Regions from separate parts of the Sus scrofa genome. Here all the other regions are linked to region 4. A link is a contact called in public Hi-C and targeted proximity ligation data. All regions are on one chromosome and are shown on one strand. The core of a region is the stretch at or near the end of the contact, and the rest is flanking DNA. Distances in the headings are between cores, read along the strand shown. Region 1 holds the start of RMDN2 (regulator of microtubule dynamics protein 2). Region 2 has its middle 48 kb from the start of QPCT. Region 3 has its middle 79 kb from the start of RMDN2. Region 4 holds the start of CDC42EP3 (cdc42 effector protein 3).

Region 1 (7,381 bases), core at 1,754-4,253, 230 kb before region 4:
CTCTTTTTTGTCAATATAAAAATTAATGCAGGATGTTCATATGCTGAACTTGACAAGGTCAATTAAAAGAAATGTTCCTATTCTGATTGGTTTCTTGGCTCATTCCTGCTGGGCCCTCTTTACATTAAACTTTACGTTAGAGAACACACCCTAGTTTGATTTTTTTTTCATGTATTAAATAAATAAATGGAAGTTAAAATCTACCTAGGAAGATCTTATTCCTGACACGGTACAGGTTTAAACAGGTGAGAAAGACTATCAACTTTTGTTTGACCTATTCTTTAGGAATTAAACCAATCCCAAATTATCTCTTTGAGGCAGGTCCTATTATTATCTCTATTTTGCAGATAAGTAAACTAAGGCACATAGTTGTCAACTGTGTCACCTAGGGGTCACCAACTAGTAATGAGAACTGTTACCCTTGATAATTCTTGGATGTACTGCTGATTTAGAGAGCAACAACAAGGACATGAAGGAGAATGCTGACTGGGCAGAGGTGTTCAGAACTGAAACACGATTTCAGAACTAAAAAAAATCAACTGAGGAAAAAATTAGAATCAATGGAACAGTTATTGGCTTTAAATATCCACAATTAGAGAATAATAGCTCAAGCTATGTTTGAGTTTTACATGTATATAAAATGGATGTGCTTATGAGCCAGTAATTTTTTTTTTGTCTTTTTGCCATTTCTTGGGCTGCTCCCGAGGCATATGGAGGTTCCCAGGATAGGGGTTCAATCAGAGCTGAAGCTGCCGGCCTACACCAGAGCCAAAGCAACACGGACTCCGAGCCTCATCTGCAACCTACACCACAGCTCATGGCAGCGCCGGATCCTTAACCCACTGAGCAAGGCCAGGGATCGAACCCTCAACCTCATGGTTCCTAGTCGGATTCATTAACCACTGAGCCATGATGGGAACTCCGTAAGTCACTAATTTGAAAAAAGTCATTCATATAAAAATAGTAATACAGAAGAGTAATAAATGAGAACGCTTGCTTGCCTACAGTATTATTTCAAAGGTTATACTATATATTACATTATTTACGTAACTTTAATAGAATTACCATATTAGCAGGATACACTTGCACTTTACTGTGTTTATAAAAACACAGTAATTTAAAAATATAGTGACTAGATAATCAGGTAAAGTGTCCCTGTTTCAATTTGCAAGGTGCTAATAATGACAATGTAAAAGAACAGATTTTATTACAAATTACTGGCATCTAAATTTAATGTGTAATAGATAATTAAAGGTTATTTGCAGAGATGAGAATCAAAAATTCTGCTGAAATAGCAAATCATCAAAAAGTTGACTCTACAGAAATCTCTACAATTCCTTTGTAGAAACTGTCAAAAATTAACTTCAGAAAACATTTAATGTTCATGTTCTAGTTTTAATTAACGTTAATCTTGAGATATGGAAATTATGCTTTACCAAGTTATTTACAATGCTTTCAGCAATATCTAGCATCTATATTCACTTAATTCATCAGCAGATTCGTAGCGGGAAATACATAAAATATAGAACTCTGATAAACTCGGGAGATGAAAAATTTCGCAAGACAGGTAAAGGCACAGTACAGGTTACAAACAACCCTAAGTTTTTAGTTTCCCAAGGGAATTGCTCTGAGCCCTTGAACTGGGCATTAGATTCTCACAGCGACCTGGATAACTTGATACTTTCGAAGTAAATTCTAATACTCACATTTCACTTGGTTTTCATTATTTTTCCTATCTTAAAACCTTTTTTTTCATCTAGGGCTCCCTCATGTTTGGCTTATTTGCAAATGTTTGCCGCACTGAAAACCTGGCCTTCATTTTGTGTAAAATAGGTAGAGAATCCCAGATTGAGCAAAACAAAACAAAACCGTTTGCAGAAGGCTGAAGGGTTAAGAAAGACCCAGGTGAGAGGCTACTAAGTGTCTCCCGAAGAAACTCATCGTGGTTTTCAGGGACCTGCCAGGCCGAGGCAGCACTCTGCCGGGTCCCCACGCAACCCACGACGGGCGCCCGCGCGGAAGTACTGACGACCTCAGCGGTTGAAGCTTGCGAGGCGCTGGCTGGGCAGGCGCTGGCTGGGCAAGCGCTGCGCCGAGGTAGCTGCCAAGACAACCATCTGCAGCGCCCAGAAGCAGGAGGATGCCTCGCAAGGGATGCGGCGGCGAGAAGGACGCACACACGACCCGGAAGTGCGGTGGCCGCCGCCGGAAATGCCCCCTCAGCTCTCGACCCCCCGGCCGCGTACGCCCGAACCCGCCGACCCGCCCGCTGCCTACCTGTGGGCGCACTTGTGCTCCCTGCGAGGGCCTTTCTGCAGTCGGAGACCTGCAACTTGAGGAGGAGCTGTCGAGAGGGGAGCGGCGGGCCGACAGTAGCCCCGGAGCCTGTGGGCCCCAAGGTCCGGCGGTGTCCTGACCCAGATAGCGGAGGCGCCGGGGGAGGAGTTCTCGCCCGCTCGCACTGTGGCTCCCGCCTCTTTCCCTCGGGGCGATCAGCTCTCGGGCGGGTGGCCTGCGCACCTTTTACGGACGGAGACCAGTGCGCTCCACCTGGCCCCTGGGCTCGCACCGGACTTTGCCGCTGGGTGCCGCCTCTCTCACAGCTCGTCTCCCAGCCCCGAGCACTGCGCCCTGGCTTAGGGCCACCGCGCCCGGCCCGGCCCGGCGGGAGGCTCGTGGCGCGCTTTTTGCCTCCAGCGCGCTTTCTCCCATCACCGGCTCCCCAAACCCACCCTCACTCGGGTTCTTTCCCTCCCCAAACACATCCTCTGCCCTAGTATCACCCTTCTTTAGTTCCCCTTTCTAAGCACAACCTTGAACTCTCCGCATGACAATCAAACGCGGAGATCTTGCACGAATTAATCAGGTTTTCCTGATTTCACTTTATCTTTCAATGATTTAAATCACCAGCCTCCTGGTCCCTGCCCCCTCCCCCCTTCTGAGTTGCCTTTAGGCAAAAACCACTATCTTCTCAGAGGCTTTTAAAGTTTGAGATTTTACCCAGCTTCACTTTCTGTGGTTTGTATAATGAAAATAAAAATCTGCCAAATAAACTCTTCAAAACTGCACACTCATTCCTTTCTGTATTGTCCTCACCTTGAGCTTTAAATTCAGGCTTGTAGAAAACTTAAGTCTTGAGTATTAAATTCCCCACCATTGCGCTGAATAGAATTAAAAACGGGTGCACTCCGATTTATCAAAACAAAAACAAAAACGAACAAAAAACGTCTATAAAAAATCGGAAGGCTAATTTCACAATCCATACACAACTGTTTACTAATAGAGGTTCTATAGGACTTTAAGATTATAAAATATTTTTTGAGCTTTAAGCAAGGTGCATTGCAGAACAAGTAAGCCTAGTCAAGTCATTTTATTAAAACTAAGTTGTATTTTAGAAAACAGCAGATTAATTACTTAGCCTCTAAGATTTGAAACCATAAATCACTTCTTTCTAAGAAATACTTCAATCTGTTATGGTTTACAAAGATATTACAATACAATGCTAATATTTGCTTTGTTTAACCAGAATACAATATAATGTAAACCTGTCTAGCAGGGTGATAAATTTCTCTTATAAGGAGATTTGTTTTCAAAAGAAATGACTGTCTCTTCAATGACACTTAAAAGAAGCTTGAAGCACCCTCAGATTTAAGCTTTTCCAGGAGTGCACTGAGTTGTTTACTGCTGCATTCCCAGCACCGCACAGAAGAGGTCTGTAATAAAAACGTGGAGTGTGAGCCGAGAACAGGGCCTTACCAACCCTCTGCTCCAAAAGAAAAAAAAAAAAAAAATGTCAGCTGCTATGGACTTGTTCTTCAAATTCAGGAAGCAGGATAAAATAGCTGGACTGTTTCTGTATGCCTGTGTAAGACTTGTTCCCTTTGATTCTGTTTCTTTATCAGCCATTGATCTTTGGTAAAGTTAAAGCTTAAAAGTCAAGAGAGGAGCTATTTTTGCCAGACCCTATTGTACAGTAACATAAAAAGGAAGATATGGCTCCATCCACCTCTACTAGAAATGTAATCTATAAGGAATGTCTGAGGGGGGAAAAAAAAATCACTAGGAATCTCAAAGATGCTGTTTGTCATGGACTGAATGTGTTCTTCCAAAATTCTCTAAGCCCTAATGCCCAATGTGATGGTATTGGGAAGTGGGGCCTTTGGGAAGTAATTAGGTCATGAGTGTGGGACTCTCTAGAAAGGGATTGGTGCCCCTATAAAAAGAATAAGAGATCAGAGCTCTCTCTCTTTCTGCCATGTGAGGATACAATGAGAAGCCAGCTATCTGCAACCTGGAACAGGACTCTCACCAGAACGTAACCCTACTGGCACCATGATTTCTGATTTCCCACCTCTAGAACCATAGGTAATAAATGTTTGCTATTTAAGCCACCCAGTCAGTGGTAGTTTGTTAAAGCAGCCCAAACGAGGACGCTTGTATTCATCGCAAGTAGCCCAGCAGTACAATCCGCTGGCAGCTATGGCGTACAGGCCATGCACAATTGTTCCCACCTACTTTTCTAGCTTTTCTCTACCATTTCCACCAGACATCAAGCTCACACTTCAGCTATAGGCAAACTGCCTTCTCACCTTTCCATAAATCACACACTTTCCCAGTCTTTGTGTCCTTTTTAGGCTGCTGTCTGTCTGGAATACCCTGCTCTTTGCCACTTGTCAAAAACCAATTCATCCTGTTTAATCTGCTTCCTTCGAGAAGCTACTCCACACATTATCCTCCTCCCCCAAAGAAATATTTCTCCACATCCCAACAAACTCTGTGGAAGGATAAGGAGTTATTTTAAATGAGTACAAAACCCCTCCCTGCTGTGCTCCTCTCTCATGTATATTGTGGTATTACCACTTGGTCAGTGATGCTGTGTCCTTGAGACTGAACCTCTTCAAGGCAAGGATGTGTTTATCTCTGTATCCCCAGTGCCTGGCACAGGGCACATATTCTCTATTGAGTCAATATCTGAAAAAATTTCTTTGAAAGTACTATGTACACTCAAGAGAAAAATATTAAGAAATTTGTAGTCCTTTATATGGTAGGAACATGAGATGTGTATGCCAAGGGTACGTGGGAGGTTTTTGTTTGTTTTATTTCTTGGGTTTTATCAAAGTGGTTTTATTTACTGGAAGAAATTGAATGACAAAGTTGGTGGAAGAAGAAGCCATTCAGGCATAACTGAAGTGCCAAATTCCCCAAATGGTGGGAGAGCCAATGTAATGATAGCCACAGTGAAAAGACAGATTGACTGTTATACTCAGTTCTGCTATGTTCTTTATGTGAATTATCTTACCATCTTCCCAACAGTCTAGTGAGGGAAATTACCTTACAGGTGAAGCTTTGCCACCTGTGCTGGAACACTGGAAGGGGATTCTTCAAGGCACCTTTCCTAAGCATGTCACACACTTCTCAAGAGACACTGTTCTGGAGTTCCCGTCGTGGCGCAGTGGTTAACGAATCCGACTAGGAACCATGAGGTTGCGGGTTCGGTCCCTGCCCTTGCTCAGTGGGTTAAGGATCCGGTGTTGCCGTGAGCTGTGGTGTAGGTTGCAGATGCGGCTCGGATCCCGCGTTGCTGTGGCTCTGGCGTAGGCTGGTGGCTACAGCTCCGCTTCAACCCCTAGCCTGGGAATCTCCATATGCCGCGGGAGCGGCCCAAGAAATAGCAACAACAACAACAACAAAAGACAAAAGCCAAAAAAAAAAAAAAAAAAAAAAAAAAAAAAGAGAGACACTGTTCTGTCTACATCTCCTACTTCAGTTACTTGGGGTTCAGCCTTCTCTGCTCCCTCCTCTACAGGGACTGAATCTCTGGATCAGAACACTTAGCCCATGGAGGGCTTCCTTGCAGGTGTTTAACAGTATCTCCAAGCCACAGGGTATAAAACTATGGTAGGTCTATCATGTTGAGTGTAGGCGAGGAATAGAGTTTGCGAAAAAATAATCCTGTGTCTAATACAAACAATTTGGGGCTTTTTCATTTTTAATTTTGGGGGATCCCTAGAACATAAGAAAATTATCTTCCAAATTTCTGAAAACATAGCTAAGACTAAATTGGACCTTCCAAGGGGAAAAAAATGCTTTCTTTGAGAAAGGCAGGAGGATAAGTTTAGTAACTATTTCCACAGGACTAAGCAATTAGTGTAATAAATTATTAATCACATAAATACAATAAAATAGTTAACCCAATACTCCTGTACTGAATGATTCTTAAATGGTAGTTTTAAAAGATGTAAAAAAGAGAAGTTAGCAACAATGTTTATGTAATATGATTTAGCAATTCAATGTGGAATCAGTTTGTTAAAAGTAAAACTACCTCTTTAGAGTATAGAATTCTTTAGAAACTTGCTATTTTGTTAGAAAAAGTAAGTTTTTGTTCGATGTCATTTCCAGAAAGGCATATATATTGCCTGATTAATACTAACCTTGGTCAATGATTATCAGCAGTTTTTTGGTGACTCGTCAAGACAGGAATGAAGATTCTTCTGAAACTGCAGGAGATTTTGTAAGTCACGTTCTTACACTGAGTTTCTATAGTTAACTTGTTCAAAGAACAGTTTTGGATACACTCTAAAATGGAACTCAACAAATTCAAAGCAAAAATCACTTTGCCGCTCCCTTCTGCACTCTTCATTTATCTTGCGAGAAAACCTTCAGAGACATCCTTGACAGTATATATGTTAATTTCATAAGCCAAGGTCAGTTTCATTGTTTGTGGTAGATTGAAAAAAATGGCAAATGTTTGTCAGTTAGACAAAATATTGTTACCGCATATGTATATACAACTGAGTTAAAATAACTGAATAGTTTGTTTTTTTTTGTTTTTTTGTTTTTTTTTTTTTGTCTTTTTGTCATTTTAGGTCTGCATCCACAGCATATGGAGGTTCTCAAGCTAGGGGTCCAATCAGAGTTACAGCTGCCGGCCTATGCCAGAGCCACAGCAACGCCAGATCTGAGCTGCATCTGTGACCTACACCACAGCTCACGGCAATGCCGGATCCTTAACCCACTGAGTGAGGCCAGGGATTGAACCCGCAACCTCATGGTTCCTAGTCAGATTCATTTCCACTGCGCCAAGACGGGAACTCTGAATAGTTTTAATTACAAGCAAAAAAATTAGAACAGAAGATTGCATTTAGGACTTGGGTAGTAAGTCAATCTTGTGAAGTTTCTCCAAGGAAAAATTGGGGTTGGCCATTTCCCAGACCCAGTATCCTCAGACTATCCAATGAAAAAAATTTTTTCCCTTTAGGATCAATATCTCTTTCAGGAGATTCAATAGTATGCAAATCAATATAGAGACAATCACTGTCCTGATGCAATAAAGACACATTAATTAATGTGCCACTGTTAAAACTTTTTCCAGTTTATTAAA
Region 2 (7,275 bases), core at 2,028-4,527, 240 kb after region 4:
TTCTTTCTCAAGATTGCTTTGGCTACTCAAGGTCTTTTGTGGTTTATTATGAATTTCAGTATTTTTTTTTCTATTTCTATTAAAAATGCAGTTGGAATTTTGGTAACAATTCCACGGAATCTATAGTTGGTTTTGGATAGTATGAACATTTTAACAAGATAATGCTCCTAATCCTATGAACATGGAGTATCTTCCCATTGATTGGGGTCTTCTTCAATTTCTTTCACCAGTCCCAGACACTTGACTGCTAAAGGTACAGATAGTAAGTTTAGCCTCTCTGTAAAGAGGCATCAAGGAAATTGAGGGCCAATGAAATCTCATTTCCAGCCTTCTGAGTACAAGAGCCACAAGATACAGTGTCTTTTGTATGACTCCAAGCAAAACTATAAGAAAATGTTGTTGACTAGTAAACAGTCTCTATTTCTCTTTTGCTATACCCCACTCTAATCCATCCCCAGATCCCTTCCCAGGCAGGATCAGAGCCTTGTGACATTAATTATAAAAGAACTAAGGAACTGGCCTTTACACATGGGCTCCACCCCAGAGTTGGTGTAGCCCTTGGAGGACATTGTCTCTCAATACAGAACTTAGCATCAAGTTCTCCAACCATCCCACCTATGCTGCAGAAGGATGTGTTCACAATTTTAGTTGATGGCAAAAAGCAGGTGGGTGGTTATAAGAGCTATCACACACTCACATGATGGAGTATTATTCAGCCACTACAGTGTTTCTAAAGAACTTGCTATAAAATGGAAATTGTTTATGCTATAACAGAGTTTACGGCAGGAAAAAATTTCGTGTATGCAGTATCATCACAACTATATTAACAATGCAAAGAAAGGAGTCTGGCAAGAAATACACCAACCTATTAACTGTCATTTTTATGGATGGGAATACTTGGAGTAATTTTTTCTCTATTTTTTAATCTTCAAAAATTTCTCTAATCGCAATGTACTACTCTTATAATAAAAATAATAAGATATATTAGAATTTAATAGGAACCAGGATGGCAACACAGTAAGCTCCTGAAATTCCCTCTTCCCATGAACACGATCAAATCTTCAGCTACACATGGAGCAATTCCCTCTGAGAGAAGTCCAGAAACTAGAAATGGTAAGAAAATAAAAGTCAATTCTAAGAAAAAAAACTGGAAAATTCACAAATATTTGGCAATATTTATATGCTCCCAAATAATCAATGGATCAAAGAAGAAATCAACAGGGAAATCAAAAAAATCTTGATTTAAATGAAAATGGAGGAGTTCCCTGTGGTGCAGCAGGTTAAGGATCTTGCCTTGTTCATTTTAGCAGCTCAGGTCACTGCTGAGGCTTGGTTGGCTTCAGTCCCTGGCCCAAGAACTTCCACATGCCTCAGGCTCAGCCAAAAAAGAACAAAAACAAAACAAATGAAAGCAGAAACACAAAATACTGTAACTTAGAGGATGCAGCAAAAGCAGTTATGAGAAGCAAATTTATCACAATAAATGCCTACATCAAGAAAAAAAGAAAGATCTCCAATAGACATCCTAACTTTACATCTCAAAAAACTAGAAAAAGAAGGAAAAAAAAAAAACCCAGAGTTGGTAGAAGGAAGAAAGACTAATTTTAAAATAAATTGTATTAATTCAAAAGCATAAGGCTCTTAAATGAAATTATACTGTAAAAATATTCTTAAATCAAGCCAGTGGGTCTTTATTCCCATTAGAAACTAGGTCAGTAGGCCACTGAAGGATAGAAAAACAGGAAGGAAATCAAGAGGGCCCTGGCCTCTTCCACGTTATCTGCCTCTGGTGGTAGTATATGTGAGCATGTCCAAGTGCCATGGTCCCCGTCAGGAGCAATACAGATGGCCGGGATGGGTTCCAAGCAAAGAAAGCATCCATGAATTAGGGCACTCATCCCAGCTACCCTGACTCAGGGCCTGGAGAACACTCTGAGAAAGGTCAAGCCTAGAGTAAAATAATTTCCCAAATAGGTACACTTAGCTCCCTTCCAGTGTTAACCCAGGATGGATGTGCCTGATCCCAGACTCTCCTGCTCAAAGCAGGCCCTCAAGTTCTCCCATTGGAAATAAATACATTCAAATCACATCATTTAAAAATTAAGGTTAAAATATTAATAATATTCAAAAATAAAATAATTTTGTTCTCCCATCAAGCTACTAAAGCCTTCCCTTTACCATCAATTTCTTTTTTTGTCTGTTTTCTTTTTACAGCTGCACCTGCAGCATATGGAAATTCCCAGGCTAGGGGTCAAATTGGAACTGCAGCTGCTGGCCTATGCCACAGCACCACCAGATTCAAGCCACATCTGCAGCCTACCCTGCACCTTGCAGCAACTCTGAATCCTTAACCCTCTAAGCAAGATCAGGGTTTGAACCCATATACTCACAGATACTAGTCAAGTTCTTAACCTGCTGAGCCACAACAGGAACTCCAATTACCACCAATTTCTTAAAAAGTTTTCCTGTGCTGACTCTTTCTCACTACTTAGAGTGAAATGTATTTAAATAGCTATTCCCAGATGTGGTATTTAAAAGATTCAAAAAATAATAATAATAAAAATTTAAAAAATAAAAAAGAAATGGAGTTCCCGTCATGGCGCAGTGGTTAACGAATCCGACTAGGAACCATGAGGTTTCGGGTTTGATCACTGGCCTCACTCAGTGGGTTAAGGATCTGGCATTGCTGTGAGCTGTGGCGTAGGTTCCAGACAAGGCTCGGATCCCGTATTGCTGTGGCTCTGGTGTAGGACCGCAGCTACAGCTCTGATTAGGCCCCTAGCCTGGGAACCTCCATATGCCTCAGGTTCAGCCCTAGAAAAAACAAAAAGACAAAAAAAGATTGATTAACAAAATATCCAATTTGAAATCCTATAAAATTGGATTGTGATGATCATTGTACAACTATAAATGTAATAAATTCATTGAGTAATAGAAAATTAAATAAATATCCAGTTTGATATTAACCTGATAGTTAGTATTGAAAATGGGCAAATTCTCTCTTCCCTAGCTCCTCACAGTATTTTTCTAAGTCTTCAAGTTCATGTCCTGACTTAGAATGTCTATAGATAGGCATCCCCACTCCATTTTCATGCTTTATAGTCCACCTCCTACCCACAGCCTGGAAATCCAGAATCACTGCATGATCCCTTTTCATCTCCTCCCAAGAAACTTTAGGACACTCAACAGCTGTTGCGAGTTGGATTTGGCCCCCGCCTCCTCAAAAGATGTATTGAAGTCCTGACACCCAATACCTCAGGATGACTTTTTTTGGAAATAGGGTCACTGTAGGTTATAATTAGTTATGAGGTCACTCACAGGAGTAGACTGGGCCCCTAATCCAATATGACTGATATCTTTACATGAAGAGTGAAATTTGATCTGAGAAATGGAGTAAAGATGGCGAGGAGGGGAGGTTGAAGTGTTGCTGTCATAAAGTCAAGGAATACCCGGGGCTACCAGAAGTTTCAAGGAGCCATGAAGGATCTCTCCCTGGAGAGTTAGGAGGGAGTGTAGTTCTACCAACACCTTGATTTCAGATTTCCAAACTCCAGAACTTTGAGAGAATAGATTTCCATTATTTTAAGCCCTCAGCTTATGATGCTTTGTACAGAAACCCTAGGAAACTTACATAGCAGCTATCTCGAGTTCTCTCCCATACTTCAGACAATCTTGAATGCTCTCTCATACTTCAGGGCCTTTTAAAATTTCACAAGAAGGGTTGAACTTGAGGTTTTTTTTCCTTTTATGGTTGGCTTCTTTCTCCTAATTCTGTGGAGTTACCTTTTCTCTCCACAAGAAATCACCTCCAGTTTCCCTTGGGGCCTCCCTTCCCTCACTTAAAAGCTTAAAAGAGAGAATCCCTCTTTTGCATACTGAAAACCAAAATAGACTTTTACATGAAAGTCTGTTGTAAAATTAGGATGAGACATTTGAAAGTTCTATGTGAGCCATTTCACTCCACCCTGGGATATTTCATTTTAGGGAATAAGTTTCAACAAACCAAAAGTTGTATTTCTCCTTAGAAATTTTGCTAACTAAAATCTCTAAAGAGATTTCATCTTATCTCATTTCTACTTACGTTTTGTTCAGTTTATTCCTCCAAACGATTTGGACATGTTCTGCACATGATTTTACACACACACGTACAAATTTTTTTTTTAATTTGAGTAGTGGAAGTTCAGCTATTACTAGATGTAAATGATATGTAAACTTTTGATAACCTGATTACTAAAGATGAGTTTTACCTTTATTAATATGCTAGAGTTTAAAATTGTTAAATCCGCAAATATAATCTATACCAGTGGTCTCCAAGTTTTTTAAATTACTCTCCCATCAGTTTAAAAAATAGTATGTAGATACTGTAGTATCTGCATATTAAAATATATACATGCATACTATACTTCAAAATATACTGAATTTAGAATTTTTAATGGATGAAATTGAAAACTAAACATAAACAACAGTTCTTTTGTTTACATAGAGGACATCTTGAGAGCCATGCTTTGGACACTACTTGCTTACATAATAGTCCATGTGACATATGTAAACAGTAAAATCCTGAGCTACTCTAAGAGTGCTTATAGATATTTGAGGGGTATCATAGAAATTGGCAATTGGGAATACTTTTCAGACTCTATTACTCTTCTTTCACTTATAAAAAACCCTTCCCACTGTCATAGCACAGGTTAGCAGGTAGCAAAGTATAGAGACAGTCAAAACAGCAATTTCACCAAAAGATAATATTTGTAGCCAATGATGTGTTGAAGATCAAAACTTAATTTTCAGAATGATGTACATATGCACAAATAGAAATTATAGTAACATAACCATACATTGGGAGGAAAAATAAGGGTTAAGGCTCTGGTTTTAGACCAAATTGAGAGGAAGGGGGTGAGTCAAGAATGTTGAGAGTCATCTTTTTATTTTAATTTCGTACTACACAAACAGTGAGTGCATATGATTTGTAATATGCCACACAAAACTTGATGTAAATGTCTCTTTGATCTTTCCCAGATACCAGTAAGCCCATTAGTAACGCACTTACTTGATGAGAGGTTACATTCTAGAGTGATAAGTCTTTATTGCAGCTCCAGTTTATGGAGTGCTTGATAAGTACCTTACAGACATTATCCCACTCAACTTCTCAAGGTTGGTGTCCTCATCTACAAAAAAATATTAACTATCCCAACAAGTAACTCCAGGGTTGTACAGCAAGTAAGTCCCAGAGACTGGATTTTAGGCTAGGGCATTTGGCCTCAGCACTCCTATATTAACCCTTGAAAAGAAAGACCTCTTCATTCCATTTGTCATAGAAAAGACATCAGATTGCATTTTCAACAGTCCTTCTTACTCCAGTACATCTTCTTTCCTACTTGGCAAATCAGATTGAGCAAAAAAATCATTACACAAATGGTTACTCCATTTTTGCTTTTTTCCTTATCAGCCTCAGATAAGGAAACATCTGCCAGAAGAAGCGTTTGAGGAGCATCCAGAATCTCTCCTCTTTTGCCAAAAGAGGCATCCTTGAACTCCTCTGTTTGAGTTCGAGACTGACCTTGTTGTTGCTGATAATACCTTACAAGTTGATTTTACTTTTGATCTTTTTTATTTTATTGCAAGGATGCTACTAGACAGGAATGAGCCATTGACTTGGGGTGCTAAAGATTTTCTCTCTGTTTAGTGATTTGAACCTGGAGCTGAGAAATGGGGGAGATGGGAGGAAGTCATTTTATTTTTTTTTTAATGATGATTTTTATTTTTTCTATTATAGCTGGTTTACAGTGTTCTGTCAGTTTACTGCTATACAGCAAGGTGACCCAGTCACAATATACGTTCCTTTTTCTCACATTATCATGCTCCATCATAAGTGACTATACAGTTCCCAGTGCTATACAGCAGGATCTCATTGCTTATCCATTCCAAAGGCAGTACTTTGCATTTTAAATGTCCTAATAGCAACCAAATAATAAAAAGGGGTTTTTTCTTACCTAATGTTACTATATTGTTGGGTAATATACTTATGAAAAAAAATTATTGGAGTTTGAGAGGACCCAATAAATCATATTCTCTTCTCTGCCACAGTTTTAAATTTATGGAGAGAGGCAAAGGAGTAAAGCAGATAGAGAGCATATTAGCATCTCTACTATTAATAAAGGCTGTATTTGGAAACAAATCCAACTAGGAACCATGAGGTTTCGGGTTCAATCCCTGGCCTCACTCAGTGGGTTAAGGATCCAGCGTTGCCATGAGCTGTGGTGTAGGTCGCAGATGTGGCTCAGATCTGGCATTGCTGTGGCTGTGGCTACAGCTCCGATTAGACCCCTAGCCCAGGAACCTCCATATGCCACAGGTGCAGCCCTAAAAATACAAAAAGCCCAAAATAAATAAATAAATAAAGACTGTGTTGAACAGTGACAGTTTTGCCCCCAGAATGCTCTAAAATAGGCCCTAGCCCGGTGGCTACAGCTCCGACTCAACCCCTAGCCTGGGAACCTCCATATGCCGCGGGAGCGGCCCAAGAAATAGCAACAATAACAACAACAACAACAACAAAAAAAAAAAAGACAAAAAAGACCAAAAAAAAAAAAAAAGAAAAAAAAAAAGAAAATAGGCCTAGGAGTTCACCAATTAAATTGATCCCAATGCCATTTTTCATCCTTGGGAGAGTATTCACCCCGTTATATTTTCCACTGTAAACTAGTTCATCCACAGTGTCCAGTTCTGCAAAAAACAAAACAAAACATTAAAAAACACTGCAATGATTATATGCTTAGATACCATATGTTAATTTAAGCCCACTTACCATGAAGTTCCTAGAGAGAAATTAAAATCCTCAAATTACATTCCTTTATAAATTTAAGTCTTAAAAATGAAACATTCCAAAAGACTTCAAATTTAACATCAAATTCACTTTCCTTTGTATGCTAAAAATTCAAAAAACCCTTTAAAACATCTCTGATACTATAGCTAAGTACAACGAAAATTTCTCTTAATAAGAGACATTTAATGTTGCCTAAAAATTTTACAAATCAGGAGTTCCTATCGTGGCGCAGGGGTTAACGAATCCGACTAGGAACCATGAGGTTGCGGGTTCGGTCCCTACCCTTGCTTAGTGGGTTAACGACCCGGTGGCGTTGCTGTGAGCTGTGGTGTAGGTTGCAGACGCAGCTCGGATCCCACGTTGCTGTGGCTCCGGCATTGCTGTGAGCTGTGGTGTAGGTTGCAGACACGGCTCGGATCCCGCGTTGCTGTGGCTCCGGCTAGGCCGGTGGC
Region 3 (7,032 bases), core at 1,561-4,060, 150 kb before region 4:
TCATGCCAGGCTCACCCTTGGGGTTTCCAATAGTCTTGGTTAGTGGAAAGGCCTGGTCATCAGTTGTTTTTAAAAGCTCTCCGCAAGAGATTCTAAGTGCAGTCTGAGTGTGAATCACTGATGTTCATAATGAAAACCGTCAGATTCCAAATAAATCAAACCCAGGTTTAGGGCTGCCTTCGTGGGATGTATCCATGGTAGATCTGAACTGATTGTTTGAGTAGTGGCTTCTGGAAGTGGCTACAAATCTTGGATGCCGTTAGGAGTTAGATGAAGCTCTGGACCCATGAGAACTCTGGTCTTGGTGAAAATTCCCCACATGCCACAGGCCTCTGTTAGAGAAATCACCCAGAGAACACAACTAGGAATTCATTCTAGCCAATATGCTTACATGGATGTTTGTTTCAAGAAGAGAGATTTAACTCTTTAAGTTCCTATTAATAGGTGAACACTTTCTCCCTCCTCTGTTTCCAAGATCAGAGATGTCCCCTTACTTCTTGTCTTACCAGCAGTGCCCCAAGGAAGGGGCACGAGTTCCTGGTGGTGACTAAGGGAAGAGAACCACAGAGGCAGTCCAGGTCCTTCCTCCCTCCCGTCCCATTGGAAGCCAGCTTCCCTTGGAAGACTCACCTTCTGCCCTGCTCTGTTTTGTCCTACAGGGCCTGTCAGGGGGATGACAAATTTTCTAAGAATGTCCACAGCAGGAGTTCCCGTCGTGGCGCAGTGGTTAACGAATCCGACTAGGAACCATGAGGTTGCCGGTTCGGTCCCTGCCCTTGCTCAGTGGGTTAACGATCCAGCGTTGCCGTGAGCTGTGGTGTAGGTTGCAGACACGGCTCAGATCCAGCGTTGCTGTGGCTCTGGCGTAGGCTGGTGGCTACAGCTCCGATTGGACCCCTAGCCTGGGAACCTCCATATGCCGCGGAAGTGGCCCAAGAAATAGCAAAAAAAAAAAAAAAAAAAAAAACAATGTCCACAGCAAGTGGAAATGCTTCCTAATTCAGGGCACAGAGCTAGTCAGGCCATATATCTTAGCTGTTTTCATTAACCAAGGTAATACTTTAACCACTCTCTGCCTAATTTCTTGTCCATTTCTCAAACAGTTCAGAACTCAGATGAGGGAAAGCGAGCTGTTATGTATTGACTTAAATAAATTTCATCATTTCCCTTTAAAATGTCACTTTTCCCTAGCTGGTTCTGCACAGAACAAAAGAAATAAGAAAATACTCCAAATTTGCTCCCTACCCACACTATCTCATCATTGCATTACAATCCTCATGATAATGCATTAGCTTTTTCTTGACATAAAAATTATCAAACTGCTGTTAGTTCATATGTTTCTACCCAAAACTGGCAACCAGAACTCTAAGATTAATTGCAAGAACTATAAAGAGATTTTAGGACATTTCCCCCGAGAGCCTCCATGAATAGCACCAAGATGAGCAGTAACCCCAGGCTTCAGAGCCCCCCACTGCCATGTCAGGTTATGATGCCTTCTTTCCTATGATGCCTTCTTTCCTAGCCAAATCCCAAAAGAAAAGTCTTCTCAGATCTTCAGGAGTATGTATGACATGAAAAGCTCATTTGGGTAAAGGGAACCAGACCCTCGACATCTGACACTAACGAGGTGCCCTTCCCTTGGCTTAAAGGGATCTGGAGGAGGACGAGCAGATAACCTTCAGCCTAAATAAGTAAAATCATCACTGCTCTGGAATCTCTCTGAAGCATGCCCGGTTACGGTGTGGAATTCCACAGGGCGCGTGGCCCTCTTGGACTCCATCCAAAGGAGTAAGCTATCAGAAGGAACTCATCCTAACACAGGTCCCTGGGACAGTGTTCATCAGCAAGCTCCGGGGTAGCTGGTAAAATTCTGGGACTAGTCAGTTAACCACACCATGCTTGTTAATATAGTCAAGTCTCTGTTAAGAAGCAACAACCCAGTTTGTCACTCACCCATTCCCCATTCCTTCACTGCCCAGTTAGCTTCTGGCTTGTTCATAAGGCAGCTCTGGGGGTCTGACAAAATAAGCCTCTTGTTCACAAAGCTTAAACCAGAGGGTTTTCTTATGATCTGTTTTTTTTCTATCACCAGCACCTTGACCTCCTGGCATGCTCTTGGCTAATTGAAGTTGCCGAAGGCATAAGGATTCTGCTAATGGACTCAGCTCTCCCATAGGGGTCAGACACCAAGACAATGTCACAGCTGTGAAAGAAGAGCCCAGATGGCCAGGCTCAGGTGGTAAAGACCTTCAGAATCTGCCTTGAGGCTCTCAATGGCTTCAGATTGAAAACTATCTTGGCCCCATCCACAAATGTAAGGCATTTAATGACAGCCTGAAAGCACAGAGCTTAAACAGAATGATGAGCACAGGGCAGGAATTTGGACTCCAGAAGAACTGGCTAAGCACAGATTATTTTTCTACGGTATTTGACGAGAACAAACGAAGTAAGAATTTTCCTTTTGTTCGTCTGGCCTTTGGCATTGTTTACTTTCTTTTTATGATTCTCAAAGGCACTTAGAGCTCTGGCAGTGTTTCTGTCCTAAAATCTTATTGTCAGAAGTTTATTTTTCAGCTGTTTCAAATCATATCTGGTAGAGTGAGTGCTTTGCCTGGGCTCATCACTTTACCTCAGAAGAAATAAAGTTCACCCTTTAAATGACAATATTGATTGTCTACAGCTTTAAGTTTTCTGCACTTAAGCTGCAGGCTTCATTTCAAAATATGTTTTCTCTCAGCACAAAGGAACTATGGTAGAAGACTCCACTCTGCTGGTGTCTGGGTAATGACCTAACACCGTATTTTGGACTATCGCTGTGTTTTGTCAGATTTTCACTGCCTGTGGAGTAATTCTTTGTCAATGGTGGTTTCGTCAGCTGTGGTTTTGAGGCAATGAGGTTTTATGCTTGTGTTTGAATTTTTTTGAAAATATATAAGCTTTTAACATTTACAGAGCTACGTTCAGTCCTCTTTTAAAAGGAACCCAATATCCTGTTTTTCCTCCTCCTCCATCAGAGGGGATAGCGTGTACTTTACCGGCTGCCCCTCCAGAATGTGGACAGGCTACTTAAGACAAAAAAATGCACTCTTCAGTGCTGTGATGATCTCTGAAAAGCCCAGGTTAACTTAGCCAGTGTCTTCTTGACACCTATGAAAAGTCAGCGTGTGAAAGAGGGTAGCATAAGGGTTAGGAGGCTGTGCTCTAAAGCTTCACTACCTGACTGAACTCCAGCTGTTTAGTGGGTTAAAGGGTGCCCTTCCCCCAGATATGAGCACCTCCTCACCCTGGGAACCTGTGAATGCAGCCTTATTTGGAAAAAGGGCCTTTGCAGATGTAAATACACTGAGAATGTCTGAGATGAGCTCATCCTGAATTACCAGGGTGGGTCTTGTAGCCAGCGACAAGTGTCTTATAAGAGCAGACACAGATGCAGAAGAAGAGGAGGCCATGTGAAGATGGAGGCAAAGGCTGGAGTGATGCTGACCAAGGAACACCTGCAGCTACCTGAAGCTGGAAATATTCTTCCTAAGAGGCTTTGGAGGGAGTGTGGTCCTGCTGGCATCTTGATGTGGAACTTCTGAACCCCAGAACTATGAGAGAATAAATTTCTGTCATCTCAAGCCACCCAGTTTGTGGTAATTTGTTACAGGAGCCTTAGGAAACAAATACATGACTTACCAGCTGGGCAAGCTATGTAATCTCCATAAATCAGATCCCTCAAAGGAAAACCTTCTTCATAGGGTTGCTGTGAGGATAAAATGCCTTCACATAGGTGAGTGGTTCAGAACAGTGTCTGTGCCTGGTGTGCTCACACGAGTGATTTTTGTCTGTCATAACAACCGGCAAATACAACTGAACTGAGATTTCCTATCCAGTATATGCTGGTCAAAAGAGTCACAATCTGAGAAACAGGAACATTCTGGAAAAAACTACTTTGTCTCATCTCAGGGTCTCAGCACAGCTTCCTAAACAGCTAAAGAATATGAAGCAGGAGCAGGACTCTCTGCAAGAGCCTCTCTTTAAATGCCTCTAAATCTGACTGGTTTCAGAAAAGTGAAGCTTTTGAAGATGTTTCTGTGCTGAGACTTGAGAACACACGCATAACATACGACGTTTAAGTTCCCCCCAGCCTCTTGCCCTCCATGAGCTGTAAGCCGCCCATCTGGGTGGTTTCTGTAAGGTTCATCTGCCCTGTGCTATCTCCCGCAGTCCTTGCCTACACAAAACAAGGATTTCAGGCAGGCCAAGAAGCTCGGTATCAGCGCCAGGATAGAGGCAGCAGGCTCTGTCGCACAAGGATGGAGGCAGGTGGTCTGGTGGGAAGTCGTTCCGGCCAGGAGGTGCTGCAGCAGTGCCCGGGATAGACCCAATGGCCTTGCCGCACATGGATGGAGGCAGGAGGTCTCTCCATGCAGAAGCAATCAGCTCAGGACTGGAGCGATTTGGGTCGAAGGGAACTTTCCCTCAAACCAACACCTCAGTGTAACAGTTCTGACCTGGGTTCTTTTTTTTTTTTATTTTTTTATTTTTTTTATTTTTTTTTTTATTTTCCCACTGTACAGCAAGGGGGTCAGGTTATCCTTACATGTATACATTACATTTACATTTTTTCCCCCACCCTTTCTTCTGTTGCAACATGAGTATCTAGACATAGTTCTCAATGCTATTCAGCAGGATCTCCTTGTAAATCTATTCTAAGTTGTGTCTGATAAGCCCAAGCTCCCGATCCCTCCCACTCCCTTCCCCTCCCATCAGGCAGCCACAAGTCTCTTCTCCAAGTCCATGATTTTCTTTTCTGAGGAGATGTTCATTTGTGCTGGATATTAGATTCCAGTTATAAGTGATATCATATGCCTAGAAGAAACTCACCTTAGGACAAATGACCTGGGTTCTTTTAATGAGCCATTCCAGTCCGTCGCCCCAAGCGAAAACCGCTCCTGATGGTTGCCTCGGAGGCCACAATCAAGAGTCAAGTAGCAGTGTACAGGAAGTTTTATTTACACCCTCAGAGAGAAGGGACCACCCTGGGTAGGGACTGGCTCTGGCTACAACTGGGTCTCTCCTTATATTCCTATATGGCGGACCTGTTTGGGGACCCCTATTTTCTTGCCCCTTGCTCATCAATTTCCTGTCCCAACCCCACTGTGCTATCTGTGCATAAGGGGGCACATTTGGATCCTCGGATTGGTTTCGGGCAAGGATGCTTTATTTTCATGGGAAAAAGGTTATAGCATGTGTCTTTATTGTTTGATCGCAGGCCTCCTGTTTTTGGTAACAATAATGGCCCTTTTTGAATCAGCCGGGTCAGACTCCCTATCCTATCCACCTAAGTAGGAGGGCCTCCCCACCAGGGGCAAGGGGCTGTTCCTACCTGCCCAGAGATGGGAACCATGGTGGGTCTGTACAGAGGGGGCTTGTTAGTGGGCTGGCGGAGGTGGGGGATGCCTAGCAGGCTGCACTTCCTAGACTCAAATCTCCCTTCCTACTCTCAGGATCATGGTTCTATTTTGCTGTGACTGGTGTCGGGCTGCTATAACAAATACTTCAAACTGTGTGGCTTTTAAACAACAGAATTCAGGAGTCTGGTAATTCCAAGATCAAGGCTCTGGCAGATTTGATATCCAGCAGAGTCCAGCTGTCTTTTTTGTCATGACCTCATATGGCACAAGGGTGGAACTCACTCTCTGGGTCTCGTTTATAAGGACACTAATCCCAATCATGAAGGCTCTCCCTTCATGACCTAATTACCTCTCAAAGATCTCTCCTCCTTTGGGGGGTAGGATTTCAACATATGAATTTAGAGAAGATACAAACATGAAGATCATAGCACCCAAGGAGGCACAATTCTCAGTTGTTCACTAAGAAGGAGTCATTGATCCAAACCCTATGTCAATGAACACCCAGAAAGTTTTAGAGCTCAGGGGGCTCTACAAATCATTTTGACCAATGTTCCCATTTTTATTGATGGGGAAAATGAGGCTTAGCCAGGCATAGCAGCTGACTTTAGTGCACACGGGATCTGGTGACAGAGCCAGCTCTGTTGGAGGTCCCTCAAGGGGTGTTTGAATGTTCTAGTAAGTAGACCATTGGCAAAGACATGAGGGACCAGAGAAAATGTTATCACTGCCAGCAGTAGGGCTTAGTCTTAGCATCATCCAAACCAGAATCTGGTTCTATTATGGAGTGGGCCAATGTTTAGCTCTTCCAGCAACTTCCTGACTCTGCAGGGCCTCCAGAACACAAACTGGGAATGGGTGAGTGAGTAAGTGAACTTCACTCCTGGACTTTATATCTCTGACCATGTTTTCTAAAGGCAATAATAATTCCCTTTCAGGATAACTGGGGAAATCAGAATATTCCTGCCTATTATAGCACCTAATGTATAGTAGGTGAGACATAAACATTGGCTACTGTTACTTTTATTATTACTGTATGACTGTTTACTATGGTTTTGCTTTGGTCAAACTCTCCATTATAAAATGAAAATAATGATAACAATCAACCAGATAGAAGTTATGAGCATGAACTCAGGAACTAGTCTGCCAGGTTTCAAATTCCAGTTCTATCCTTACAAGGATAGATATATTATTAGGACCTTAGATATATTATTTGATTTATTTTTGCCTCAGTTTATTCATCAATAAAAGCAGGATTACTATAGTAGCAGTTGTACGGATTAAGTGAATTCATACGTGTAATGTTCTTAGGACAGTATTTGGCACACAGCATGCGCTTTATGGTGTTCATCACTTATTACTTTCACTTAGCCCCAACAGAAAAGTGATGAGAATCAAATCGGATAATACATTTAGAAGCATGCAGTGTATTCAACCGGTAATTGCACCGCTACCACCATCATCATCATTATCAAATGACTAGGTCTTTCTGCTGTCATGATCTACCCTTGTATTTGCCTAACAGTTAATGCGTATTGAGCATGTACGTAGGAAGAAGTAGTGTGCAAAGGGTGTACACATAGAATAGCACTGAGATGGAAGCTAGGTTTTCAAGGGTCTTTCAGGGCAGCTTCTA
Region 4 (6,866 bases), core at 901-3,400:
GAGGCTAGAATATTTTAGTCTGCACTTGTTTGCATACACTGGCTTGTTGCTCTCTACCTCCTAAATAGATTGCAGGTTTCTACTGACACTTCTTGGCTCTTCTCTCACAGTCAGGACTAATAGAAAAATAGCCCACCATCAGGCCTGATAGATGCTTGCTCTACACATATGAGTGCATTAATTGAACCTAATTAAGATATCTTCTCTAGGTACACTTTCTTCGTCTTAGGCCCCTAAGGTTTTTACTGACTTTTCAAGGTGATAAACTTTTCTGTAACCCAGAGTAGAATCTCAGAACCTCTAAAATCTTCCTAAAGCAAAACTTTTCTCTCTCTTCCACAGTGAAATCAAAATCTAGCAAAACTAAAAGCAATTATAGTACAGGAAACACCCTTGTTTGGAAGGATAATCCACTATATAGGGGCACTCTCCCTCCCTGGAGATGTTCCATACCAAGAAGATGTTCGGTGCAAATAAATAACATGAACATCAAACAGGCATGGATAAATCAAATCGGCACCACTAGGCCCCTGAAGGAGTAGGTTTTGGATAAACTGTTTACAGCCCAGAAGTGAAGTCTCATAAAGAAAGGACAGAGAGGGAAAGTCTCTAGAAGTTGAGGAATGGTATAGAAAAGTGAAAATGGAGTTTGAGAATAAAATTGCTACCTCAAACAACTTGCCCCTCTTATGTTTGCACAAGCTGTAAAATAAGTAACTCAGTTATATGGAAGTAAAGTCTCTAACAGCAGCTAACAACAGAGCAAATGAAAAAAAAATTTCACACAAAAGACATGCATAAAGAATGTCTGTGTGCAAAAGGAATTTTTCATGTGGTATTTAATAAATATATATGCATACTATTTGTACTTATAAAAACACCATGTGCAATTAAAGCTATGCATAAATATTTATAAAAATACTTTCATCTAAGTAAGCCAGTAACATTTAATATTTTTCAATAAATTCATACATAAAATACATACATTACTGCCAAATGGAACATATATTTTGAAATATGAACCCCTGGTAAAACACTCAGGAATCTGGAGTAAAATTCAGGTATCTGCCAAAGGAAACTTCGGAGTAGTTGTCATTTGAAGAAAGGAAACAATGCTGGGTCTCTTATCTTCACCGACTGTTTTGCTTGTCAGATTTCTAACATCACTTCAGCTGAGTTTTGTATTTGACTTCCAACTTCATGGCCATTTGACCTGCCAACTATTATTTTCTTTTAACACTCCACCCAAGTATGTTGCTTTCCAGAACGGTTGTGTCCGTTTCCTTTTCACTTCACCTTAACATCAGCCGAGGGTTACAACGAAGACTTAATGTGCACCCTCTAAGGTTTCAGATTAACCCAGGGGCATTATGGTGACGACCTGATGCTGATATCGCTCTGGAAAGTCAAGGTTCTCCTGGAGGATCGCTCTTTGTGCCAGGATTTCCATTCAACCTGAGAATCCCGGGGCTGGGGCCAGGCTGCGAGTGCTTCACTCTCGCAGGTTCCAGCCCCCACCCCCAGGCCGAACGTGCGGGCTGGGACCTTACCGCCGGAAAACGCCGCCCTTTCCTGTCGCCTACTCATTCCCCAGGCCGAGAACTCAAGGACGAAGAGACGGAGACGGATTAAGAAAATTAACCAGGTCGACGCTTGGCCTCGAGGGAAGCAAGGCGGGGCGCGCAGCGGCGGTGGCTGGAATGACCGGCGGGCGCAGGTGCTGCCCAGGGCGGAATTTTACGCTCCTGGGCCGGCAGCTGCGGTACTTGCGCTCGTCTAGAGCAACCGCCACCCGCTTCCAGCTTTAGCCAAGTCTCTTTGAGGCACCCCGCAGGAGAGGAAACGCCTCCCGGTGGACTGGAAAAACCTGCAACATCGGCTGTTCGCGTGCCCACTTGCTCAGCCGGCACCCCCGGGCGTCTCTTGTGCGCCAAATCCACTCTCCGGGTTTTGGCGACATCTCCAAGGGGTTTGGGCTGGAAACTGACAGAAGCCCCCCCCCCCGCAAACTGGAGCTGAGACTGGCCCGGGGACCCAAGGCTCGGCCGGCGCGGCGCCGTCAGGTGGCCTCTCTTCCCCAAGAGTCCGCCGCCCGCCAAGCCGGAGCCTTGCTGGGCTGGATCGACTCGTTGGGAGGAGGAGAGGTGGGTGTACGAGGTTTAGTACAGGTGTCCGGGGTGCAGGCAGAGTCCCTTTGTCCTCTGGCACCCAGCAGCCAGTGCCTCTTTGAACTGGGCGTCCCTGCGACCTTCCTTTGTGCCAAGGGAGCGGAACACATCTTCTCGGAGAAAAGCCCCACCCCTGGAGGTGGCGCTGGGGCGGTAACAATAAGCGCCCATTGTCCGCCAGGGGCTTTCAAGCCCGGCAGCTGGCGACCGGGGTCTACCCGCCCGGGGCCGGAGCTCAGGTACTAAGGCAGGGTGGTGCGGCCAGCGACCCACGGCCTGCGCCCCGCCCCGGCCCGCCCCCTGCGCCGCCGGCCCCGCCCCGGCCCGCCCCGCCCTTCGCAGGTTCAGCCCTGGCGTCCGGCTGCAGTGCTTTCAGTATAGCTCGCACCTTCCCTCTCTCTCCACGGTGGCTGCTAACGGCGGGTTGCGCAGCGGAGGGGCCCGAGCTGGGGGCAAGCCGGGAGTCCCCGGCCTTGGGCGCCTTCACGCAATCTCAGAGCGGATAATGCTGTGAACTGGCGCCGCGCCCGCCGACCCGGCTGGATCTGCGCGTGGCGGGCAGGGACTGCGTGCGCCCTCGGAAAGTGTCGGTGCCGGGCGCCTGGCCCCGGGGCCAGCGGCTGGGATCCTTGGCGCCGCTGGTGAGTTGCCGTCTGCCCACAGCTCCTTTTCTGCGCGTCTGTGAGTTCGTCCGACCCGCGGCCGTGGCCGCTTCCGGCGTGCGCGGGGTCTAGGCTTGGAAACGCACGGGGAACGGTTATACCGAGGGCATCACCTTCCAGCTGGTGTCCTGAGGACCAAAGGCTGTATAAAGCAAACTGAGAGGGGTGCGGGCGGCACGACCAAGACGCAGAGCGCCACCGTTTGTGCCCACCACTTTTCAGGGTGGGGCTGCGCGGCTACACTGCCCCCTCTGAGCCATTGACAGCCATTCTGGGCGCTTATTGCATTTTTCCATCTGAGAACAAGCCGCACATGGCTGCCGCTCCCCTCCCATCGTGGACTGGCACCAGGGCCACACAAGGGTGCACCGCGCAGAACTGGGATGGCAGTACCCGCTGGGCGTGTGTCTCTTCTCTTGATGGGGGGCATTGTGGCAGGGGCTCCAACCTGCAGATCTGGCAGTTGCTTTTTTTTTTTTTTTTTTTAACGGTGGTTTCTGAACAGCTGGATTGTTTTCAAGGTTTGCCTTTTGTTTTGTTTTTCCCTTTTTCCTTGAAACTGCCTTGATACAGACAAGTATTAGACGTGTGAGGACGAATGGATGAGGCCAGTAATTTTTTCATTGTGAATTATTATAGTCCATCCCCCTCTCGACTTCGGGAGGCATGTGTTTCATCTTATAAATAGAAAGTAGCATATTTTTTGGCAGGACCTCCTTTATACTGTACAGTCTAGGAGAGGTCAGTTTAAAAATAAATATGCACTTGAATGTTACGTTACCGAGAGCCAGGCTGTGGCTGGGACAAGCTGCGTGGACAGCAGCATCAAAGCCGGGAACGCAGCTGTGTTAAAAGGAGTAAAAGCCCCAGAGTGCAACCCAGGCTGACAGTCAAGTAATTACATTTTGTTAAAAAAAAAAAAAAAAAAAAAAGTGAGTGAATTAAAATGAGGGCAGCAATAGGAATGTCAGGAGGGTATTGCAACATGAATCTTTCCAGAGTTGGTGTATTTGGGGGGAGTCAGTGCTGATGTTTGCTGAGGGTGTAGGGGTGGTGAGGAGGGAGGTGCTGAGTAGGGGGAGGGAACTGATGAATGTGTTAGGGAGACAAAGATTTTCTCCCCAACCCCCAGCTCTTAGGCTTCACGGTTTCCTGGGGGTGCTGCTTTTAAAAAGAACAGTCTGAATTTGAATAGCAGAGCCTTCCTTTGGGACTTCTCTTCACCACACCGGGAGACAAAAGGCTCACCTATAAGCTCAGATCCCTAAAGCAATTTAAAGGGCTCCTATAATATTCTAACTTCAAAAAGATCTTTCATCTAACAACCAGGAAATGCAGTTTCTCTTCTTTTCTGGACAGTTCCTGAGGTCCTCTTTTTGATATCAGCTGAAATTTGAATGAGCTCTTGTTGACAGCTAAGAATAAGCTACACAGGTATGTTTTCAGATTAAACATCCAGAGATAAATTAGAACAGTTGTGAAATGTTTGGCATTGTCACATGTGAAATAAATGATAAAGACCAATAGTCAAACAACCAAGGAATGGTTCTTCCTTAAGTCTCCTAAAAAATGTCGGTTTCCCAATAGGCCTCAGTCATTGAATAAAACACTCAGTATGAGCCCCTGGGCTCACAGATAAGAAGAGAAATTTGGAAGCTTTTCTGGATCCACGGCAGTTTTTCCTTTCCAGTGGTTATCATCTGCAAGAGATTTTGCATTATGAATTCCATGATTGGAACATGGTGCTGTGGCTGTGGCAGCAGCTACAGACATGAAATAAGATGAGCAGCCCCTTCTCTTAAACTCTGAGCCCCTTCTCTTAAACTCAGTGGAACATGTAAAGATAGAGTAATGAGTGTTGCACTTTTTTTTTTTTTTTTTTTTTGCTTTTTACTATAAATCTAAACATGGTGCAAGATGAATAAATACAAAGCCGTAAGAACCATTGCAGAAGTGCTCACATGAGCTGGTTTGTCCTATCAGCTCTCCAGCTTTTCCTTTAAAGTGGTTTTATGTTCAACACGTTCACAAAAGCGACCCCTTTTCACTTCTAAAATTTGTGGTATTCAACAGCAATGGGGATAAAGTTGTTTTAACCTACATCACCCAAAGATTTTTAGCACGCCATAACTTTTTCACAAGCTCTTTGCCCAGAGTCATAACATTTATCCAGTAAGTGGACTTCAATTCATAGCCTGAAAAACCTCCAGGAACACTGTTCTGATTTTTTTTTTTTAATTATTACAATTCTTGCTTTCAGTCTGATTTTATTTAGGCCTGGCCTAATTTCTTTCTAACTAGAATCCTGTGGACCTGTTTATTCATTAATGGAATAAAAACTTAAATCTATTATTTAAATGCAGTATGTTTGCCAGAGAGCAAGAACAGTATGTATAATCATTTGAAACTACTAGATTGAGCCAGCCACAAAATCTTTACCAAGCACTGAAGCCCAAGATTTCTCCTGATATATCATGTTACTCAATGACTTTGGATGTTAAAGGTACTTCCTACATGGAGCCTGCCCTAGGTGCCAAGCCCTCTTCCTAGCCCTTTACTTTGATTATCTCATTTATTTCTAATAATCTATGAAGAAGGCACAATGTTTATATCCCCATTTCACAGGTGTGGAAACTGAGGACAGACCTCTTCTATAACTTGCCCAAAATTATACAGTAAGGAACATACCTAAATATTCCTACGCAGTGTAACAGAACAGTAAGTACATGTACGAATGGCTGTTTCCCACAAAGTTCAGCACCGCCTTCATAAGGAAATGAGAAAAAACAAACAAACAAACAAAAAAACACCTGAGGTTAAGAGCCTCTGAGTCAGGTTGTCTGGTTACATATCTTTGTCCTTAATACTTGTGTGCGACTTGAGGTAAATTACTTAGCTGGTACATACTTCAGTTTATCAGTTACAAAATGTAGATTAAATGAGCTAAAAAATAACGCACTCAGGACAGGACAGGTCCAGAATAGACACAATAAAAAAATGACGCTTTCATGATGCTTTTGCTGTTTCCCTAGGTGCTTAATGCTTGAACTATTAAATATTAATATTCACAACTACCTTTTGAGATGGATAGTATTGTTCTTATTTTCCAGGTGGGAACAAGGCTCAGAAAGATTTAGTAATTTGGACAAGATTACACAGCTAAGTAAGGAGCAGAATCAGGTTTAAAGTCAAGTTTTTGGGGCTTTGTGCTAAATAAATACCTCACCTTCACCACCAGAGAGAGGACCAGGGAAGCTATTAAATCTGACTCTTGTAAGGGTTCTTGGCCTCTGGCAGAGAACTCATTTCAAAGTACCCTACTGTGCAAAGGAGGGTGACAGTAATTGCTGGTCTTTGGGAATACCATTTATTTACTGAAGATAGTTCAATCTCACAGGTATGGCCCTAAGTCATTTATAGTGGATCCAGTATCAAACTGTTAGTGATAACCTGATCAGTTTAATTTATACCATAAACAAAGAGATTTACTAGGAATTTCAGAACACAAACATGAAGTAGAGTTCAGTGTGTGAAACACATCCTTGCTGTGAATTTCTAGAGGGTCAGAGGTTGCAGGGTCCAGTAACCCATCTGAATGGTCACTTCCTTGAGATCAGTGACCATATCCACAGTGCTTAGCCCTTCAGTCCCTAGCACTCTGGACATTTAATAGATATTTTATAGTGATGTTCCTCCAAGAGGAGCTAAAGCAAGAGGCAAAAGCCATGAATAAGGTGGGCAGGAAGGCTCTGTCCTTGGCGGAAGTCAGGCCTCAATACAGTTCTAAGTTCTGCACTAGCCCCGGACCCTGCCAGATAAGCTTCTGGTGTGAAAGATAGAGCAAGAGGTCTTTGAAACTGGGAGGAGTGTCCAGGATAACAGAAGGGGCCTGCCTTTGATACTGTGAGTTTGTGATTGGCTATGGGAGGCTATTCAGACTGAAGTGGGGCTTCTGGAAAGGATATCTTGGCCTGAAATAACCCAGGTTGTCTCAAAACCAAGGGCAACAGCTTTAGGGCTGGCCACCTCCATTTGG

The links. A called contact is a pair of places that touch in the nucleus more often than the background predicts.
Region 1: a contact with region 4 is called in a targeted proximity ligation map of skeletal muscle. A contact is called at or near these places in 2 of 2 datasets of targeted methods (alveolar macrophages and skeletal muscle).
Region 2: a Hi-C map of fetal skeletal muscle shows a contact between it and region 4, with 2.2 times the contacts expected there. A contact is called at or near these places in 2 of 5 promoter capture datasets (fetal skeletal muscle and skeletal muscle), 8 of 47 Hi-C or Micro-C datasets (embryonic fibroblasts, fetal heart ventricle, fetal skeletal muscle and 3 more) and 2 of 2 datasets of targeted methods (alveolar macrophages and skeletal muscle).
Region 3: a contact with region 4 is called in a targeted proximity ligation map of skeletal muscle. A contact is called at or near these places in 1 of 5 promoter capture datasets (fetal skeletal muscle), 6 of 47 Hi-C or Micro-C datasets (embryonic fibroblasts, fetal heart ventricle, heart right ventricle and 2 more) and 2 of 2 datasets of targeted methods (alveolar macrophages and skeletal muscle).

The regions. Positions count from the first base shown.
Region 1 is chr3:102,304,352-102,311,732 of Sscrofa11.1, forward strand. RMDN2 (regulator of microtubule dynamics protein 2) reads right to left here and starts at 3,004. Exons shown (of 13, transcript XM_021087623.1): 1 at 2,278-3,004.
Region 2 is chr3:102,771,229-102,778,503 of Sscrofa11.1, forward strand. No RefSeq gene overlaps it. Among named protein-coding and RNA genes, the nearest start is that of QPCT, 48 kb to the right of the region's middle.
Region 3 is chr3:102,382,936-102,389,967 of Sscrofa11.1, forward strand. No RefSeq gene overlaps it. Among named protein-coding and RNA genes, the nearest start is that of RMDN2, 79 kb to the left of the region's middle.
Region 4 is chr3:102,536,715-102,543,580 of Sscrofa11.1, forward strand. It overlaps CDC42EP3 (cdc42 effector protein 3), which reads left to right and starts at 2,151. Exons shown (of 3, transcript XR_002342770.1): 1 at 2,151-2,809.